2 separate regions of the Mus musculus genome follow, and region 2 is linked to region 1. The links are chromatin contacts, called in public Micro-C maps. All regions are on one chromosome and are shown on one strand. The core of a region is the stretch at or near the end of the contact, and the rest is flanking DNA. Distances in the headings are between cores, read along the strand shown. Region 1 overlaps Grb2 (growth factor receptor bound protein 2). Region 2 overlaps Myo15b (myosin XVB).

Region 1 (7,017 bases), core at 2,892-5,391:
CAGTTTCCATTTCACTGCTCTCAAATAGACAGGAAAGGTGTGGGGGTGCTCACACCTGTAATCCCAGCACTTGGGAGGTGAAGGCAGGAGGGTCAGGAGTTCGAGGCCAGCTTGAGCTACATGAATCACTGTCCCAAATGATAGAGGCAAAAAGCCCAACAAAGCAATTTAGACATCTGGGCGCATCAGAAACATACAAGCCGCCGGGCATGGTGGCGCACGCCTTTAATCCCAGCACTCGGGAGGCAGAGGCAGGTGGATTTCCTGAGTCCCGAAGGCCTGGTGCTGTGCCAACCTTCCAAGGGCAGGAGACCCAGCTTTGGGAAGTTCCCCACACTCCTGAAGGTGCTTTATAAATTTTACAAGATCCAAACAAAAGCTGGAACAAGACAAAAGTTTATATTGAAAACATGAGCACACTGAGCCAGGGAAATTCTGAGAAAGGAGAGGATGGCTGCTCTGCCACCAAACTTGCAGGGAATCCTCAAGAGTTAAAGTTCCCGGGAGCCCCTGCCACCTGTGAACAGCACACAGCCCTGAGCACACACCTCCCCGTGGCCTCCTCTTGCTTTGTATAGTATGTATTTAAAGGCCACGTGTCTGGCTGCGTGGCCCAAGCTGCCTGGTGCTAGGCATAGAGGGCTGTGCTGACAAGTCTGGTTACTCAATTTTATTTTCTGAAATAGGGTCTCACACTTAGCCTGGGCTAGCCTCAAATATCAGTCTTCTCCCTCAGCAACTGGAGAGCTGGAATTAGACCCATGGGACAACATACCTGGGTCAAGCTGTTCCGTGTTTCTTTGAGACAGGGTCTCACTGTGTAGCCCTGGCTAGCCTGGAGTTCTTTATGGAGAGCAGGCTGGCCTCAGAATCACAGAAATCCATCCACTTCTGCCTCCCGAGTACTGGGATTAAAACTGCACATTTCACTTAGCCTGGCTTTCAGGCTGGCTTTTGGTTTTGATTTTTTGTTTATTTGTTTGTTTGTTTGTTTGATTTTTCGAGACAGGGTTTCTCTGTGTAGCCTTGGCTGTCCTGGAACTCACTCTGTAGACCAGGCTGTCTTCGAACTCAGAAATTCACCCGCCTCTGCCTCCCAAGTGCATGGCACTTGCCACCACACCTGGCTTTGATTTTTTTTTTTTAAAGATTTATTTATTTATTTATTATATGTAAGTACACTGTAGCTGTCTTCAGACACATCAGAAGAGGGCATCAGATCTTATTACGGATGGTTGTGAGCCACCATGTGGGATTTAAACTCAGGACTTTTGGAAGAACAGTCAGTGCTCTTAACCGCTGAGCTCTCTCTCCAGCCCTGGTTTTGATTTTGAGACAGAGTCTGAGCACTGGCGAGTCTGGATCTTGCCAAGTACAACAGGCTAGCACAGACCCTCCTGGTTAGCCTGGATCTACCCATGTACAACAGGCAAGCCTAGACTCTCCTGCTCAGCCTTCTAAGTGCTAGAATTGCCACACCCAGCTAGAACAAAGATCTAAGCAGAAAAAGACAATAGTGCCATTGTGTTGCTACATGCCTTTTATTCCATCATTCAGGGGACAGAGGCAGGAGGATCTCTGTGTTCAAGGCTAGCCTGATCAACATAACTAGAAGTACATAGCAGGACCCTTTTTCAAAAACAAAAACCAAAATAGTATTGGGCTAAAGCTCAGAGGTAGGTAGAGCACGTGCTTGCTGTATTCAAAGCAGTGTTTGATTCCCAGCACCAGGAAATCAATATTTATCTATCTATCTATCTATCTATCTATCTATCTATCTATCTATCTATCTATCTATCTATCTATCTATCTATCGACTTAGGGTGACTTACCACATTCAGGCACCAGCAGAAATGAACCCATTTCTGGCCAGTCACATCACAGGACTTATTCTGTGTGACCTTGTCAACCACCCTCAGTCCTTTTATGACTCTAAGTTCCTCTTCCTGAGCCTTAGGAGAGTCACACATTCAAGGCTACAGACCCAGCACGAATCCAGGAACCAGGAAGCAACCTGCCTTGGGCCCCGCTGAGCCTGGGGGTGACTCCCTTGCTACTGCTCCTAGCTGGAGATGAAGACAGCCAGCTGCTGATGCAGGGCAAAGGGCTCTGGGAGCAAGAGGACAGAGGGCTGCAGTTCTGAAGCTGACAGAGACACACACAGCTGGGAGGGCTGAGGCACACATCCTGGGGCCTGGAGGCTGCAGGGGAGCACAGTTCCCTGGAGTCTGATGGGGTAGGGTTCTCGGATGCTCTTTGCAGAGTTAGGTTTCCTAACAGATTAGGGATCAGTAGATGATCAGGCGGAAGGAGCCTGAGAGTCCCTGAGGAAGGACAGAGGCAGAGGAGGCAGGATCTGAGGAGACAGGGGAGGCTGCTGAAATCTAGGCTTCAGAAGGACTTGGCAGTGGGTGGTGGAGGGAAAACTGGTCTAGGTGCTGACTAAATGCCAAGATGGCTTCATTTTATGGCATGTAAGCTACAGCTACCCAGCGTGCGCGTACAGAGCCAAGGTGCTGACACTACCACCCCTCATCTTGAGGCAAGACCTCCCACTGTAACTTGGCCTGGCTTTAAATGATCAATCCTTCTGCCTCAGCTTCCTGGATTGTAGGCATAAACCACCACACTTACAGAGTTTGGTTTTGATGTTATTTTTAGACCAATGGCCCTAAACATTAAACATGCTGGTTAACTGTGCTCCCACTAAGCTACTATCCTCAGCCCTGGCTCGGCACCTCCAGCTTCCTTTTTTTTTTTTTTTCCAAGACAGGGATTCTCTGTGTAGCCCTGGCTGTCCTGGAACCCATTCTGTACACTAGGCTGGCCTTGAACTCAGAAATCTGCCTGCCTCTGCCTCCCAAGTGCTGGGATTAAAGGCGTGTGCCACCACTGCCCGGCTTCCTTTTTCTTGCTTGAGATAGAGTCTCAGGTAGCCTAGGCTGGCCTCAGACTCCTTATGAAGATGAAGCTGGTCTTGAACACCTGATGCCTGTACATCTGTGCATCTCTTGTGTGCCTAGTGCCTGCAGAGATCAGAGAGGGCATTGGATCCTCTGGAATCAGACTTACTGGTGGTTGTGAGCCACCATGTGCTGGGATTCGAACCTGAGTCTTTGCAAGAGCAATGGATGCTCTTTGCTACTGAGCCCTCTCTAGCCTTGACACTTGGCTTAGCGTCTGTTAGTGAAGGAACCTCTCAGGCTTCTCCTACCTTTTCCTCACTATGGCCCCTGGACAGTTAGGACAAGGTAGCTGCTTTCACAAAAAAGGCACTGACTGACTGAAGGGGCTAATGGAATGGGCTAGAGGTAGTCTATCTTGTGCTGCCTCTCCACCATAGCTTGTGAATTCAGTCACAAGCAAAAGAGACAGAGTAGTGTCACATGGCTGGCATTCCCCCCAACACATTGGGGGACAACCAGCACCCTAAGACATTGCCGCTCAGAACCCATGAGGCCACGTGTACCTACAGTCCAGCCTGACCACCCAAGAGAGACAACTGGGCCAGGAGACAGGCAGGCCACCCTCCCTCCCTCCCTCCCTCCCTCCCCCCCCCCCCCCCCCCCCCCCCCCCCGTCCTAAGCTAATGCCACCTTTGGCCTCTTGTGGGCTTCCCTAACTTCCTTCTGTGAACTGTTGTAAGCCGGTGTTCTAGAACTCAGCTTCCAACTTGATATCACTTCTCAGGACAGAGGAGGCCTCTGGTGCGCAAAGGATAGGGCATCTGGGATCACAGCTTCACTGTCCCAGCTAGGCTGTCTGCCCTGCAGAGGGCAGCTCAGGTCACTTCTGAGCTGGCCCACGGCATTCAGCTATTTCTCCTGCACACCCCCACCAGCCCTGCTCCTGCCCCACCTGCCCCGTGGGTCTGTTGTCTGACACTAGGCATGGGACTCAGGGCTTTGCCTACACTAAGCATGTGCTTCAACAGTTACACCTCCAGCTCCACCTATTAATAACTGTCCAAAGAACTATACCAACAGATCAACCTGATGCTATCTTCCCTAACCACCCATCCTTACCCCATTTGCATACCCCACTTCCTGTCTGAATTCACCCAGCTCGTGGCTCACACCGAGGTTTAAGCATCTAGGCAGAGGAACACCTCCCTGGCGGTGCAGTCGAAGACCCGAATGTGGTGATTTCCAGGCTCGGGATGACTCAGTGACGTCTGCAGCGCAGGAGTGGAGGAGGCTGCTCATTTGTGAGGCATAAACGTGGCTCTCCTCAGCCAGTTCCTCATGGGGGAAGTCCCCTTGATCCAGAGCAGAAGAGGCCATGACCCCTATGGAGGACACTGTCACCAGGGGTCCTGAAGATGCCCCGAGGAGATGGGAGAGGCTGATGTACATCCTCAAGCCTTGGGCAGCACAGAGAAGGGAAGCAGAGGCAGACAGGGGAGTGCTGACTCAGACCGAGAGCACGGTGCCTTTTAGGCCCCATGCCAGGTGTGCTGAAAAGACTGTTGCTGGATCTGCTCTCAGTGGTCTCTATTCGAACAGAGTACAGTATGCCTTGTAAATTGGCTCTCTAGATCTTGTCTCTTCATGTAGCCAGGGCTGGTCTAGGAACCCTGGTCTTACCATGTAGCTCAGGTTGGCCTAGAAGTCTCCATCTTATTCAGTACTGGGATTATCAGCAAGTACCATCTCTCTTAGCTCCTCCAGCCTGTACTTAATAGACAAGGTCTCACTGTGTAGCTCTGCCTGGCCTGGAGATGGATAACAGGGAGCAGGCTGGACTTGAACTCAGAGATCCCATCTGCCTTTTCTCCAGAGTACTGTGCTCCAAGGTGTGTCATGCCTGGCAGTCACACGCACACGCGCACACACACACAGTGTCATAGTGTATAAAAGTCAGAGGCCAACATTCCCACCTTCCATCAGATGGCTCTGAGGGTTTGGTAGCAAGTCCCTTCTACCTGCTGCTCGGCCAACTCGACTGGGTTTAATTAATTTTAAGTGGGCTGGCCAAACCCCAGTACTCAGAGTCATCAGCACATGGGACTGTCATGTCAACCATCAACAATGTCCTCCTCCCTTAAACTTTGTCACAGACAATGGAGCTCTCAGTTCTGTAGCCCAGAGGGACCTGGGATGCAACCTGATCCTCCTGCCTCAGCCTCTGGAGTGCTGGGTTACAGGTGTGAACAGCCATTCCCTGTTTTGCTTAGGTTTGTGATGGTAACTACCACAGAGAGGCTGAAGAGACCCCAGAACTCCACACTGGGCTTCATGGTATAGGCCGTGAACATGGTCTTGGCTCTTAGGAGGTGGAGGCAGTTCCCAGGACCTGCATGGCAGCTTACAACCTTCTGTAACTCCAGTTTTAGGTCTGATCCTGTAGGGCACCATACTCACATAGTACACAGACATATATTTAAACACTCATACACATAAAATAAAAAATGTTTAAGAATCTCCAAAATTTTGAAAACAAAACCAAATAAACAAAAAAACAGATCCAGGGCTGGAGAGATGGCTCAGCGGTTAAGAGCACTGACTGCTCTTCCAGAGGTTCTGAGTTCAATTCCCAGCAACCACATGGTGGCTCACAGCCATCTGATGCCCTCTTCTGGTGTGTCTGAAGACAGTGACAGTGTACTCATATACATAAACAAATCAACCTTTAAAAACAAAAAACAAAAAAAAAAAAAAACATTGGGTCTGAAGGCCATCTAGCCCATAAGCAGGCCCAGGAATGGTGTCAAGAGGAGACAGCTGGCTGGTGCTGTCAGATGACCTAAACCAATGTAGCTGTCCATCCTAGCATTTCCGATCTCACTCTGCACCTGGCTCCTGGTGCTCGATGAAGTCTTGGGACCAGGAGGGAGCAGCAGGGCCACTATGATGGGCCAGGTTGGCTAGTGGTATCCTCAAGGTTTTGCATAGCCTAGCCTTTATCATGAGACACATTTGAGCTGGCCCTGGGCACACATACACAGCCTGGATAACTCACCAGGAATCTGACCCAGGGGAGGGGCAGGACACACACTGTGATCACCTGAAGAACAAAGAGGGGGCTCAAGGAGAGTGTGCTTGTTAGCAAGTGTAAAACACTGGGTTCTCAGCACTGGGGAAAAAATGACACCCCCCCCCCCAATCAGGAAGGGGTTAAACTGACACAAAGGGAGTTCAAAGTCAGCCCAAGCTCTCTGCTCAGCTGGCCCAGACAAGCACAGCTCCCTCTCACATGCACATCACCGCAACGGGGAGGAGCAGGTGGCACCCGGGAGCCTCCTAGCCACCAGTTCAGGTGGTTTGCTCGGCAGAATCCTCTTTTGTTCAAGCCTCAACCCTTACCGCGTCATAGCCAGCACCGTGTGGTTACCAACTTTGTCTCACCCAAAAGACCACTGTCACGGCTGTGTCATGTAGCTGCCTCACCGACTTCCTCAGAGATTAGCCTTTCCACACCCTCAGCTCGGAAGGGAAGAGGAGCTTTCCAGCCCAGCTCTGGGTTCTTCTGAGTTCTTGTCTAAACCATTTTCCACATAATGAGCTACATCACTCGTCCTAGGTTCACAGGGTCTGGAGATGCCGGCCAGAGTTAACATACTCTAAGCCTTTACTTTCAACATTTGGGAGCAGAGGCAGGAGAATCTCTGCGAATTTGAGGCCAGCCAGGGCAACATAGTGAGACCCCATCTATAAAATAAAATCAGGACGGGCAGTGATCCCAGCACTTGGGAGGCTGAGATGGGCGGATTTCTGAGTTCAAGGTTACCCTGGTCTACAGAGTGAGTTCTGGGACAGCCAGGGCTACACAGAGAAACCCTGCCTTGAAAAAAATAAATAAATAAAAAAATAAACTGAAAACACCATCAGGGAGAAATGAAGACACACAGTTAAGAACTCATTGTACGTTTATTCACAGTTAATCACTACCTACCAAATTGCTGTCCGCAGAAGTCAGAGTAAGTACATAGTTGGTTTTTTTTTTTTTTTTATTTAAACACTGATCTTTAAATATATACACACAAAACTTAGTTCAGCAAGGCTTCATGATATACAC
Region 2 (7,017 bases), core at 2,724-5,223, 230 kb after region 1:
TGGAAAGGAAACAGGTCCTGTGTCTTGGGTCTTTCGAGTCTGGTTAAGGCTGGCAGGGAATCCTGGGGCTCTCTGTCTGCTTGACTCCATCTGCATGCTCCTGGGAGGAGGGGGGGCAGGGAGAGAAGGACTCCAATGCATGCGCCTTTACCAGCTGAGCCTGGAAGCCCTCCTGGGTTCCCTCTGGGAGGGGCTAGAGCCCACCACAAGTCCAGCGCTATCTGCTTTATCCTGTCCCTTGCTGGCTGTGTGACCCTACACAGCTAATTAATCCTTCTGAGGTCAGTGTCCCCAGCAGTGCAGTAGGCAGTGTCAGCAGGCCTTGCTCCTCTACAGGGACATTGCTTCTGAGAGTTCTGTCCTGCTTGGCTTTATAGACACACATGGCCACCACCCTGGACTGGGTTTGTCACCTCCCACATAACAAGGAGGAAGGAAGGGGGGGGCTCTCAAATCTTCCAGAACTGTCACAGCTGTGCACCCCTTTCCTAAGTGTTACCCCCTTTTGTGGGAAGCGTTAACAATAATTGAGCATGGATATCCCCCACCCCACCCCCCAGTTCCTGGATGGGCACTGATCACTGCCCCCATGGGTCCTGCCTTTCTTAGAGTGTGCTTAAATTAACAACTACTTTGCTCTGGAAGGGAAGGGCTGTATGCAGGTCTGTGCTGGTGTGCCTTTGTGGGTGTGCACAGCTATGTTAACGTCTTCTGGCCTGTGGTTGTGTGCTGAGGCACCAGAGGCAGGCAGGCTGGCAGGCTTCCTGGAGGTGGCAGCAACATGAGACTATGGGATTCTGAGTGCCATCAAGGGTGCCTGCAGACCCTCTCCGGATGGATGTGATCAGAGCTCGAAAGGCTCATAATTGGAGCAGAGGGCAGGGCTGCAAGGAGCTGGAGGGAGGACTGATGCATGGCTAAGATCCACGATGGCCTATAGGCTGCACTCCTTTTGACTTGTCCCTCTTGGCTGGAGCCTCAGCTCTGGGGTATCATCCTTTGAGAGTCCTGGGGGGAAGGGAGGGGCAGCCCTATTTGCCTGGCCCCCACCTCCTGTGCAGATCCCCTTTCTTGTTCACTTGCCCTAGGCACTGCGGGTGAATGGCTTAGAGCAGCTATGCAGCAATCTGGCCAGCGAGCGCCTGCAGCTCTTCTCCAGCCAGAAGCTGCTGGCCCAGGAGGAGGTATGGAGCTGAGCTCAGACGTTGCAGGTGACACAGAGGCTGAAGTAACCACAGGAAGACCCCCCCCAAAGCCCCCTTTCCATGGTGGACGGGAAGGACTTCATCCTTAACCTCCCTTTACATATATATACAGGAGGATACTCTCCTGTGCAGCTCTGTGATCTTGCCCAGCCCCAACAAATGTGGGCTGTTAGTTACCAAATACTGCTTGTTCCTAGGAGGTGTGCCAGCAGGAGCTGCTAAAGTGGGTGCCCATTCCCCAGCCTCCAAGGCAGTCCTGCCTGGATCTCCTGGTGGGCCAGCCCCATAGCCTTCTAAACATCCTGGACACCCAGACCTGGCTATCCCAGGTAAGAGCAGTCAGTGACACTCAGGGTCAGGTATAAGGAATGGGGGACCTAGGTAGCCAGGATAAAGAGAGCAGGGCTTCCTGGGAGACAAGCAGGCTATAGGGTCAGAGACATGGCGTTCTGCACAGTCTGGGAAGAGGCATTGGAGGGGAAGAGCACTTAAAAAACATTTCATTTTATGTGTCCAGGTGTTTTGCCTATATGTATGTGTGTGTGCCATGTGCATGCGAGGTACCGTGGAAATCAGAAGAGGATGTCAGATCCTCTGGAACTGGGGTTAGGATGGTCATAAGCTCCTCCTCCTCTGCTGCTGCTGCTGAGACAGGAAGTTACATATGTAGTCTAGGCTGGCCTTGAACTCCTGATCCTTGTGCCTTCACATCCCAAGTGCTGGGATTACAGGCATGCCCTGCCAGCAGCACACTACAAATGCTTCTTGGATTGATTGGCAAGTGGCTGTCATGTGTAAACATCCCCTGTTACACATCAGCGCCTGCCTCTTTCTATTTGAACTCCTGGAGAGAGCAGACAGTGTTGATTGTCAGGTGCCATTGGTGCGGCTTTACCTCTCCTCTACTTTAGACCGAGCTGCCAGCGGCTGGGCCTGTCTGAGAGCTCCAGCTCTACCTGAGGCGTACTGGCACTGAGGGATGGATTTGTGTGTGGGGACCATTCTGAAGGGAAAGGTCCGAGACAAAAGATTAAGTTCTTTCCTTCCTCGAGCCCAGGAGAGTGGGAAAGAAATGGCAAGGGCTGGAGAGATGGCTTAGAGGGTAAGAGCAGAGGACCCAGGTTCAAATCTCAGCATCCACATGGTGTCTCACAACCATTACTATAACTCCAGTTTCAGGAGATCTGATGACCTCTTCTGACTTCCGTGACCATCAGCTACACATGTGGGGCAAATACAGACATGCAGGCAAAGCACATGCACACATTAAAAAGGAAATAAATCTAAAAAGTAACTAATTTATAAAAAAAAACTTAGGCTAGGCATGGTGGCACACGCCTTTAGTCCTAGCATTTGGGAAGCAGAGACAGGAGGATCTCTGAGATGTCAAGGCCAGCCTGGTCTATAGAGCAAGTTCTAGTATATACACAGAGAGACCCTTTCTCAAAACAACAAGGAAAGGAAGGAAGGAAGGAAGGAAGGAAGGAAGGAAGGAAGGACAGACAGACCAGGCTGAGCTAGGCAGTACATCCCAGACTAATCTGGTATATGAAACCCCATTTTCCAAAATAAATAAATAAGAATCCCAGATGCCTGGTGGACAGCTTTGTGGAGTCACAGGAACATGTATAGGACCCAGACTTTACATGGGAACCGAGGTTGCAGGGTAGACACCAAAAATAAAGTGACCCTGGGATGGTGATATGGCTCAGGAGGAGGAGGGCTTGCCTAGCGGGCACAGAGCCCTAGGTTCGATCCCCAGCACGGTATAAAATCAGGTGTGGTAATGCTGTTCTACAGAACAACCCAAGCCAAAGCATGAAGTTTTGGGGGTTCAGCTGTGCCTCCTTGCAAAAGCTCATCCCCAGGTGGACTGTGGATTGTTTACATTCCCCCACAGAGGAGTGGAGTGGGTCACAAGATCTTGGCCCTCACGGCACGTGGCCTGGGGAATAAGTAACATTTGCAGGCCAGGGAAGACCAGGGGAGAGGGCTTCATCCATGCATCTGTGGTAAGACAGGAGCATACACTGGGACGCGGCCATTGCCGCTCTTCCCCTGAGGAGGGATTGTGACAGAGGGTGTGCACCCGTGGTCCCAGCAGTCTAGAGGTAGAGGTGAGGAGGGCCATCCTCAGCTACATATGGAGTTGGAGGCTAGCCCGGCCAAAAGGGACTGTATCTCAAGCCAGCCAGGAATGGTGGTGCCCGGTATCTTTAATCCAGCCTTTAATCCCCAGCGTTCTGGGTGCAGAGACAGGGGGATCAGTGTGAATTCAAAGCCAGCCTGGTCATCATAGGGAACTGTCCCCAAAACCAAATAAGAGAAACCCCTCACAGGTGTTTCTCAAGTCCTTGATTCACATTTTTTTTTTTAAATCTGTTTTACGAATATGGGTGTTTTGATTTTTTGCATTTGTCTGAGTAACATGTGTGGTCCTGGGGAGGCCAGAAAAGGGCATTGGATCCCCTGGGACTGGAGTTACAACTGGGAACCACCATCCATGTAAGGACTGGGAACTGAACCTGGATACTCTAGCAGAATAGCCAGTGTTTGTTTGTTTGTTTGTTTGTTTCCGAGACAGGGTTTCTCTGTGTAGCCCTGGCTGTCCTGGAATTCACTCTGTAGGCCAGGCTGGCCTCGAACTCAGAAATCCGACTGCCTCTGCCTCCCAAGTGCTGGGATTAAAGGCGTGCACCACCACGCCTGGCTACAGCCAGTGTTTTTTCCCACCCCTTAGGTTAAAGTGACCTGTGACAGCTTGTGGAGAGGGTGTGGCTGGAACAGTTTTGACCTCTGTCTCAAAGCCTCCAACTATGTCTTCTTTAACTCCTTCAGACTTCCTCAGAAATATCACATCTAGGGCTTGGTGGAGGTGGCTCCTGGGCCTGAGGTGACCCTGACCTTCTCAAATAGGACCTGGCTGTTCAAAAGGATGAAGGGAACACACTGTAGGGATTCTGCTGCAGGCCAAGCTGACTCCCTCAGTCTGAGGAAGAGATCTGGGGAGACAAATGTCCCCATGTCTAGGTTGTGTGGGGCTGCGGTCTTCAGGAAGGAACGGGGTGAATTCAGGGAACAGTAAGTGTGTACAGGACCTGAGAAAGTGTGGCTCCTTCCTTACCAGGCCACAGACCACACCTTCCTCCAGAAGTGCCACTATCACCATGGTGACCACCCCAGCTACGCCAAGCCTCAGCTGCCCCTGCCAATCTTCACGGTGCGGCACTACGCTGGGACTGTCACCTACCAGGTATCTGCCCTCAGACAAAGAATGCAGGTGAATCATCAAGGCCGTGTCATCGTAGTGTCTGCCCCTCCCAAGCTGAGTCACCTACCAGAAGTGGCACCGTATCTCCATGAGAGCCTCAGGCCACACCCACTTCTGAGTGTTATTTTTTAATAGCTCCTTAGCTAAGGATGGGGCCTTGAGAGCCCCTCCCATCCATGCTGGATTTTTTTTTTTTTACATTTGTTTTTAGTTAATGAGGTGGGGGAAGGGTGCGTGTGTGTATATATGTGGAGGTCAGAGGACAACTTCTGGGGGTTGGTTTTCTTCTTCCATGGTGTGACTAGCTGGGCTTGAACTTGGGTCCTCAGACTCAGCAGCAGGTGTCTTACTGGCCCATTTTACTGTGCAGTTTGCTCTCTTAACCACTGAGCCATCTCATCTGTCCCTTAACATCTCATCTGTCCCTCCCCGTTTTAAAAACTCTTTGGGTAGGAGAGTTTTGCCTGCATGAGTCTGTGCATCATGAGTGTGCCGGGTGCCCTCAGATGCCATCAGAGAGCATCAGATTCTCTGGGGCTGGGGTGAGTGTAGGATGGGATGTGCTATGTGGGTGCTGGGAATCGAACCCAGATCCTCGAAAAGAGCGGCCAGTGCTCAACTGTGGAGCCACCTCTGCAGCCCCAAGTCGTCATCATCTTTTTAAAAATTATGCCTTGGTGTTTTATAGTTTGCTTGCTTGTTTGTTTTTGAGACAGAGTTTCTCTGTGTATCCCTGGCTGTCCTGGATCTCACTACTGCCTGGTCTCAAACTCAGAGATCCTCCTGTCTCTGCCTCCCAACTTGCTCCAATTAAAGACTTGAGCCACGCCCCTAGCTCTTGTTTTAGGTTTTGAGACAGGGTCTCATTTTGGCTCATCCAGTCTTTAATTTTCTTTGTGGCCAGGGATGACCTCACATTTCTGATCCTTTTGCCCCCGTCCCCCGACCCCAAGCAGTGGGACTGCAGGTGTGTAACACCTGTGTGTAGCACCTGTGTGTAGCACCTGTGTGTAACACCTGTGTGTAGCACCTGTGTGTAGCACCTGTGTGTAACACCTGTGTGTAGCACCTGTGTGTAACACCCGTGCCCCGTTCAGGGTTAGGCTGAACTCGGGTTAGGGTTAGTGCTGGGACTCAGAACCTGGGCCTTGGGCACGGTAGGCCCAGGCTCCTCCAGCTGTGCCACAGTCCTGTCCCTGAGATTGGGTTTTGATTACAAATGAAGAAACAGTCAAGTGTCCACGCCTTTAATTCCAGCAGAAGCAGGCTAGTCTCTGAGTTCAAGGCCAGCTTGGTCTACAGAGGGAGCTCTAGGACAGCCAGGGCTATACAGAGAAACCCTGTCTTAAAGAAAGAAAGAAAAGAGAGAGGCAAACCATCCTGAGTTTTCTGTGGAGAAAGGCATGAGGATAACCAAGAGAATCCTGAAGAGCAGAGAGTGGAGGAGACTTTTCTCTGCGGTAGGAAGCTGGTCTACAGCACGGGCCCTGGAAGAGGACCATGGCCTCCTCTCTTGCAGGTGCACAAGTTCATAAACAGAAACAGGGGCCACCTGGACCCCGCTGTGCTGGAGATGCTCAGGCAGAGCCAGCTGCAGGTGACCTAGCCTTCCTTTCAGGTGCACAGAGAGCTTTGCGGGGCTAGTCCTTGACGGCTGGATGGAGGAATGAGTGTGTGTGGTGTGTGTGGGTGGGTGGGTTTCCGTGTTTAGGGCAGCCTGCTCCTGGGGGGCCATGTGGTGGGTAGACAGGCCCGGGATGGAAACAGCTGAGACCCATCTCACCCTGCACAGCTCATGGGCAGCCTGTTCCAAGAAGCAGAGCCCCAGGCTGGGACTGAGCAAAACAAACCCACATTGGCCTCTCGATTCCAGCAGACCCTGGGTGACTTGCTAGCTCGGCTAGGCAGGTGAGAACTGCGTCCCTCCACTGGACCCCAGAGGATGGGATGGAGGGAAGTGGGATCTATGACTACTGTCCTGCTCGGTGACTGTCCCCTTTCCACTCAGCAGGGGCCATGTCTACGTCATCCACTGTCTCAATCCCACCCCTGGAAAGGTGAGCCCTCTTTCTCCAACTCCACCCCTGCCGTGCCGTCCTCCGCCCCTCCCCTCCTCTGGGACCCTCTCCTCAAAGCCCTGTTCCGGACTCCAGCTCTCCTTGGCTGTGTCTCTGGCTCCCAGATCCCAGGCCTCTTGGACGTGGGGCATGTGGCAGAGCAGCTGCGTCAGGCTGGCATCCTGGAGATCATAGGCACCCGGAGTACCCACTTCCCCGTGCGAGTGTCCTTCCAAGTCTTTCTGGCAAGGTAAGATTCCATGGTGAGGCAGCAGAAGCCAACACCGCACAGGGGACAGTCCCAGGTAGGTGGTCCTGACAGAGAAGAGACTGTGTGCCTGATATTCAACAGTCTTCCCTTCACCATTCCTTACATACATGCACGCTCACACATGCTCACACATGCTCGCTCACACATGCATGCTCACACTCCTTTCTATATTGGCCTCATCTCCTCAGAGCTAATGTCCTGCTAGAGATGAGT

The links. A called contact is a pair of places that touch in the nucleus more often than the background predicts.
Region 2: a contact with region 1 is called in a Micro-C map of the HL-1 cell line, with 3 times the contacts expected there. The contact joins two enhancer-like sites. A contact is called at or near these places in 8 of 39 promoter capture datasets (the HPC-7 cell line, cranial neural crest, hematopoietic stem and progenitor cells and 3 more), 1 of 15 datasets of contacts at CTCF or cohesin (the NIH/3T3 cell line), 19 of 484 Hi-C or Micro-C datasets (the Ba/F3 cell line, the HL-1 cell line, the N1E-115 cell line and 12 more), 15 of 115 datasets of contacts at active chromatin or transcription factors (bone marrow-derived dendritic cells, embryonic basal ganglia, embryonic stem cells and 6 more) and 3 of 9 other capture datasets (adipose tissue, embryonic stem cells and liver).

Annotation. Positions count from the first base shown.
Region 1 is chr11:115,637,195-115,644,211 of GRCm38.p6, forward strand. It overlaps Grb2 (growth factor receptor bound protein 2), which reads right to left. Exons shown (of 6, transcript NM_008163.4): 6 at 6,851-7,017. Among named protein-coding and RNA genes, the nearest start is that of Slc25a19, 12 kb to the left of the region's middle. Within about 2 kb of position 4,142, at least 171 of the 459 cell types and tissues checked have an H3K27ac peak or open chromatin away from gene starts, as enhancers often do. A contact at or near this core is called in the HL-1 cell line, pancreatic cancer cells and trophoblast stem cells, where this site is marked.
Region 2 is chr11:115,865,143-115,872,159 of GRCm38.p6, forward strand. It overlaps Myo15b (myosin XVB), which reads left to right. Exons shown (of 64, transcript NM_001384233.1): 12 at 1,089-1,184; 13 at 1,403-1,534; 14 at 4,333-4,458; 15 at 5,996-6,073; 16 at 6,269-6,384; 17 at 6,488-6,533; 18 at 6,659-6,783. Among named protein-coding and RNA genes, the nearest start is that of Myo15b, 11 kb to the left of the region's middle. Within about 2 kb of position 3,974, at least 66 of the 459 cell types and tissues checked have an H3K27ac peak or open chromatin away from gene starts, as enhancers often do. A contact at or near this core is called in the HL-1 cell line, pancreatic cancer cells and trophoblast stem cells, where this site is marked.